Linked DNA regions of Ovis aries: region 1 is linked to region 2. Evidence: chromatin contacts called from public Hi-C data. All regions are on one chromosome and are shown on one strand. Each heading gives the region's core, a stretch centred on a gene start, on an enhancer-like site or on the middle of the called end of the contact. The rest is flanking DNA. Distances are from core to core; before and after follow the strand shown. Region 1 has its middle 2.5 kb from the start of TRNAC-ACA. Region 2 overlaps FARP1 (FERM, ARH/RhoGEF and pleckstrin domain protein 1).

Region 1 (2,700 bases), core at 24-2,523, 170 kb before region 2:
TGGCAAGCATTTACTGAGTCCCCAGACCAGATCGTCAAAGTCTAGCTGGATGGGTTGGTGCAGGGATCTATCAGAATGGGACTACAAAGGTCGAGCTGTCCTGAGCTCTGGGGAGGTGGCCCTCAGACACTTCTCTCTGCTGTCCCCCAGCAGAAGCCACCAATTGAGGCTATCATTTCGGTTGCTTCCTGTTTCTAAAAAACAGAAGCCGGAGAAGCTGGGTAGCACTGGGGTCCTGGTTAAATGACCACAGGTATTTTACCAAATGGCCCTGGGCAAGCCCAGCCCAGATTCTTCCTTTTGACTAAGCAGAAAAGAAAAAAGTGAATTGAAAGTAGCTCAGCCGTGTCTGACTCTTTGTGATTGTCTAGCCCACGGGCTTCTCTACTCCAGAACACTAGAGTGGGTCCTTTCCCTTCTCCAGGGGATCGTCCCAGCGCAGGGATCAAACCCAGGTCTTCCGCATTGCAGGTGGATTTTTCAGCAGCTGAGCCACAAGGGAAGCCCAAGAATACTGGAGTGGGTAGCCAACAAAGGTCCATCTAGTCAAGGCTATGGTTTTCCCAGTGTTCATGTATGGATGTGAGAGTTGGACCATAAAGAAAGCTGAGTGCTGAAGAATTGACACTTTTGAACTGTGGTGCTGGAGAAGGCTTTTGAGAGTCCAAGCCTTGGACTGCAAGGAGATCCAACCAGTCCATCTTAAAGGAGATCAGTCCTGAATACTCATTGGAAGGACTGATGCTGAAGCTGAAACTCCAATACTTTGGCCACCTGATGTGAAGAGCTGATTCATTGGAAAAGACCCTGATGCTGGGAAAGATTAAGGGCAGGAGGAGAAGGGGGCAACAGAGGATGAGATGGTTGGATGGCATCACTGACTGAATGCACATGAGTTTGGGTAAACTCTGGGAGTTGGTGATGGACAGAGAGGCCTGGGGTGCTGCAGTCCGTGGGGTAGCAAAGAACCAGTCACGACTGAGCGACTGAACTGGAGCCTATCCCTTCGCCAGCGGATCTTCCCGACCCAGGAATCGAACCGAGGTCTCCTGCATTCCAGGCGGATTCTTTACCAACTGAGCTATCAGGGAAGGCAGGCCATCACAAACTGCTCTCCTGAAAGTTCCCCAGTTTGGCCACAAGATGGCAGAAGAGAGAACACCCTTGGAAAAACTTGGGACAACGTGCCAGCAAAAGGCTTTTGTAAATGTCGGGAATACCTTATTAGGAATGTTTCATGAATGCACATACGAAGGTCTCATCATACACTATGTATTTTTTTTCTAAACGGTTCATTCTTGGGACTGGCATGAATAGACTCTGTTCTCTCTGGAACTCGGGTACAGATTCCAGCAGGGGTCGCTGTTCCCCGATTTGGCACCAGGCAGCATCTGGAAGCCGCTGGCTTTGTGTAATTGGGAAAAAAACTCACATTTATCAAGCGCAGCAGTTTGCGTTATTTAACTTACATCCTCATCCACTCATTTATATATGTACGGTACATATTTATTAAGCTTCTCCCACTTTCCAGACACTGATATAGGCCAGATAAACTAATAAATGTAGTGTCAGGTGTTGATAAAGTGCTATGAAGAAAAAATAAACTGAGTGAGGGGTGAAGCCCGATATTTAGAAGGAGCAGCCCAGGAGGGCCTGTCTGAAATGGTGACATCTGAGCAGAGACCTGCATGGAGTAAGGGAGCAAGACAGGGACAGAACATTCCGGAGGATCCTGACAAGAGCAGGTGCTTGAGATGGGAATAGGGTTCCTGGGTCTAAAAACAGCCAAGAGGTGCCCACATCCAGAGTGTGGTGAGCAGGGAACGAGGGCAGGGCGACCAGACTGGTCGTGCAGGGCCTTTGGGGGCCGTGATAAGACCTGAGGTTCTTTCCTGTGTGTATCGGGAAGCTGTCAATGGCTTTCAACCTGAGCTCCTCCTTAGCATCATCTGAGGAGCCCCAGTGCCTGTGCCTCCCTAGACCCAGATTCAGCATTCTGGGGTTGTAGCCTGGGCATCTGGGTTTTTTCCTAAACACAACAGGGAGTATCAGTAACAGAGGCTGACACACAGCTTTCGCTATCATGGAAGAGCACAATAGAAGCTGTCAAACGCGGTGGAAACTCTGCTTCTGTGTGCCCTTCAGGAACAACTTTGGAGCTAGTGAGTGTATGGAAGCGTGGTGTGGGTCACTGAAGACAACTACTCAAAACTATGAACTTTAGGCTGGAACTCCTGTCTCCCATCAATACTAGCGAATCTTTCCTGGGGAAAATGCAACTTCTAAAGCACCGTGAGTCACTCGAAGGTGTGTGAAGACCAGTGCAGAAAGCAGGATGGTTCAGCTGAAACACGGGCACGTGTCCGTTTCTGTAAATATGTCAGGTGTGTTTAGACGTAAACTCTCCAAGGCATGGTTCCGATTTCCCCGGTGCTGTTGTTAGAACAGATTATCAGGTCGGTATGTTATTTAGTAGTGATTGAGTGCGTGTGAAGCCTTTTGACTGGTCTTTGAAATTTCTATCCTGTTGCAATTTTAAAAAATTTCAAAGAATGGTGGACCTTAAACAATGTGGTTTTAGCAGCAGAGCTAGGAAACAGCACTGCACGAGCCCTTCCTTTGTTCTTCAGTAAACAGTGCTGAGAGGCTTTCAGATTACCGTTCCCTTAGCCAGTAGCTCGGCAAGATTGTGTGCAGAGT
Region 2 (2,700 bases), core at 13-2,512:
AACTGGAAAACAAGTTCAAGATCAAAAAGTGTGCCATGCATAGTGTCTGAACCAGCGTCCAGGTTAAGGCCTGATGTTTCCAGGGAAAGTCACGCTTCCATTATCCTAGGGAAACAGGTGCATCCTTGCATTGGCCAGAGGGAACCCAGATCTTATGAGATACTTAAAGAAGCGGATGTCTGGGCTGAAGGTAGCTGCTGGTAGGATGGCCTTACAACGCTCACTCGCTTGGGAGACTGCCCACAGCTCAGGAGAAGTGTCCCGTCTGCAGGTGCCGAGGAACACTTACCTTTCAAACGTGTATTCGCTTTCGGCCCTGAAGTAGTACACGTGGGACTTGAAATGCAGCTTGAACACGTAATCTTTGTGGATGTCCTCGGACTCTGAGGGGATGGTGAGCGAGTAGCCAAGCAGAGGCAGGCTGGCAAGGGGGTGATTGTCCTGGAAAGAGGGTAGGGGGTGTTTTGGAGAGGCGGCCGCAGGCGTGGAGCCTGCCTGCAGCCTCTCGCCCTATCATGGTCAGTTTTAGCTGAGAGGTCCTGGCCTGGATGGGTTAGCTGGACACCAGCGTGTCAGCAACCTGTTAAAGCCATCTCCCCCCTCCCTGGTCCAACCGGCAGACAGATGGCCCTTTTCAAGGTGGAAGCCTCCACTTGGACCTGAGGGGTCTCTGATGGCTGTGCCCTTGCATGGCCTGGCTGGGCGGCTCAAGTTCATCCTTCCAGAGGAAAGCTGCCTGTCCCCCAAGATCAGAGGGTGCTGGGGGAGGGTCCTTCAGCATCCACCTACCTGGTGCGATTTGTAGAAGAAGAGGCAGAAGTTCGTGAAGACCACCCACAGCTTCTGCCACCCGTTGCTGTTTTTGAATTTCCTCAGCAGGTTCCCAGACAGCTGATTCTGCAAGACAGGGAGGCCTGGAAGGAGTACAGGTGGGGGCGCCCCCACGGACAGGCTTCCCAAGGATGACTTACCAAAATGACCTTTCTCCCTGGTAGGGGGCGAAACCCTTGGGAGAGTGACTTGAACCTGGTTTACTTTCCTGTCTGGTTGAATGATGTCCTCCAGTAATATCTTGAAGTCCTAACTCCCCCCTCCAGTACCTCCCAATGGGACCATACAGGGAAATAGGGTCATCAGATGTAGAATGAGGAGGATACAGGCCTGTATCCACTATGGCTGACGTCCTCATGAGGAGAGGACGTGCCTACGTGGACCCAGACTGACTCAAGCGATGTGTCTACACCCCCCAACACACCAAGGCTGGCCTTCAACCCCAGAAGCCGGGGAGGCGAGGAAGCTTCCTGCCTCACGGGCTTCAGAGGGAGCCTGTGCCCCTAGCCACAGTGAGTCTGGATTTCTGACCTCCAGGACAACCTGTTGGCGGTGTTTGTTACAGCATCTCTGAGAAAGGACCCCTCCCTGTCCATTCTAAGCTCTGGGGAGCCCCACGCCAGCCAGCGGCTCCTGACCGCCACCTGGTGGCTGTGGCTGGAACGTAGCTTTCAACGCAGTGCCTTCTGAGGCCGTCCTCCGCCCTGCACAGACAGCACTGGTGGGATCAGGCATTCCTGAACTCACATCACTGTGCACTCCCAGCCGAGTCCTCCCTCCAGAGCCCCCGTGTCACCTCTCGGAGGACCCTAAGAAGGCGCCTCCACGACTCTGATAAGCCAGCAGCTCCTTGCCAGGAAGACTCAACGAAAAGAAGTGGACGGTGACGATCGCATAGCCTTGTCATCGCCACCACTAAATCGTTCACTTCAAAATGGTGAAATAGGCAAACTCACCACAATAAAAAATATATATATACAATTATACCTGTCTACTGTACTCTCTCCCTTTGGGACTTTTCTGTATTTACTCAAACAGGCACTTTTAATTAACGCCCCTAAGAAAGGAGTTTAAATTGACGACAGGTTGCCCGCGGTCTGATGGGCAAACGGAGTGGTCGGCTGAGGGAAGGAAGGAGGCAGAGCTGTTGCCCATGGCCAGGGGCACTGCGGACAGTGTGCCATCACCCCTTCCGGCTGCCACTCGCCCACTGGCGGGAGTTTCAGCAGGTGAGCGTGGCAACCAAGCGGTGCTTTGATGCTTCTGCAACAGTGTTAAGGTTCCACACACGTCTCACTGTGGAGGAAGGAGATTAGCACATTTTTCTTTCCTTATGCTGCTTATTTTTTTATACTGAATCCAATAACTTCCTCCAGACAGAGTCCAAAAAATCCTTTCTCTTGGCTGCAGTTGTCTTTGGAACTGCCACCTTAAAACCACTGGCCTGGGGCTCACTTCCATGGGCTGCAGCCCTCAGCAGATTTTTCCTCCAAGGATCACAGAGCAAGTATTTGGATCTCTATAGTAACCATTCAAAAATGGAAAACCCCCATTCTTCACTGACAGGCTAGAACCAGGCAGGAGGTGGGCAGGATCTGGGCTGTGGTCACCACGTGCTGACCGGCTCTGCCACTCAGCCGACCCTGCACACACGGGGTTGCACAAGGCTGACTGTCACCCAGAGGGCTGTGTCTGGGCGGCGTCCTGTGTGCCTCCAGGGATTAAAGAGGCGGTTTCTTACCGAATTCTCTACTTCTCTATGGCCCTGACTACACGTAAAGATGAGTATAAAGAGGATTTCTCATGCACAGCACGGCCCTTCCCCGTAGCCTCGCCTGGACAGCAGATCTGATCAGGTATCTCTTCAGG

What was found. Hi-C and Micro-C count contacts between places; a contact is called where the count stands out from the background.
Region 1: a Hi-C map of muscle shows a contact between it and region 2, with 10 times the contacts expected there. The contact joins two enhancer-like sites. A contact is called at or near these places in 13 of 16 Hi-C or Micro-C datasets (blood, hypothalamus, mesenteric adipose tissue and 6 more).

The regions. Positions count from the first base shown.
Region 1 is chr10:74,957,629-74,960,328 of ARS-UI_Ramb_v3.0, reverse strand. No RefSeq gene overlaps it. Among named protein-coding and RNA genes, the nearest start is that of TRNAC-ACA, 2.5 kb to the right of the region's middle. Within about 2 kb of position 1,273, at least 5 of the 54 cell types and tissues checked have an H3K27ac peak or open chromatin away from gene starts, as enhancers often do.
Region 2 is chr10:74,790,288-74,792,987 of ARS-UI_Ramb_v3.0, reverse strand. It overlaps FARP1 (FERM, ARH/RhoGEF and pleckstrin domain protein 1), which reads right to left. Exons shown (of 27, transcript XM_042255017.2): 25 at 790-897; 26 at 290-441. Among named protein-coding and RNA genes, the nearest start is that of TRNAC-ACA, 29 kb to the left of the region's middle. Within about 2 kb of position 1,262, at least 4 of the 54 cell types and tissues checked have an H3K27ac peak or open chromatin away from gene starts, as enhancers often do.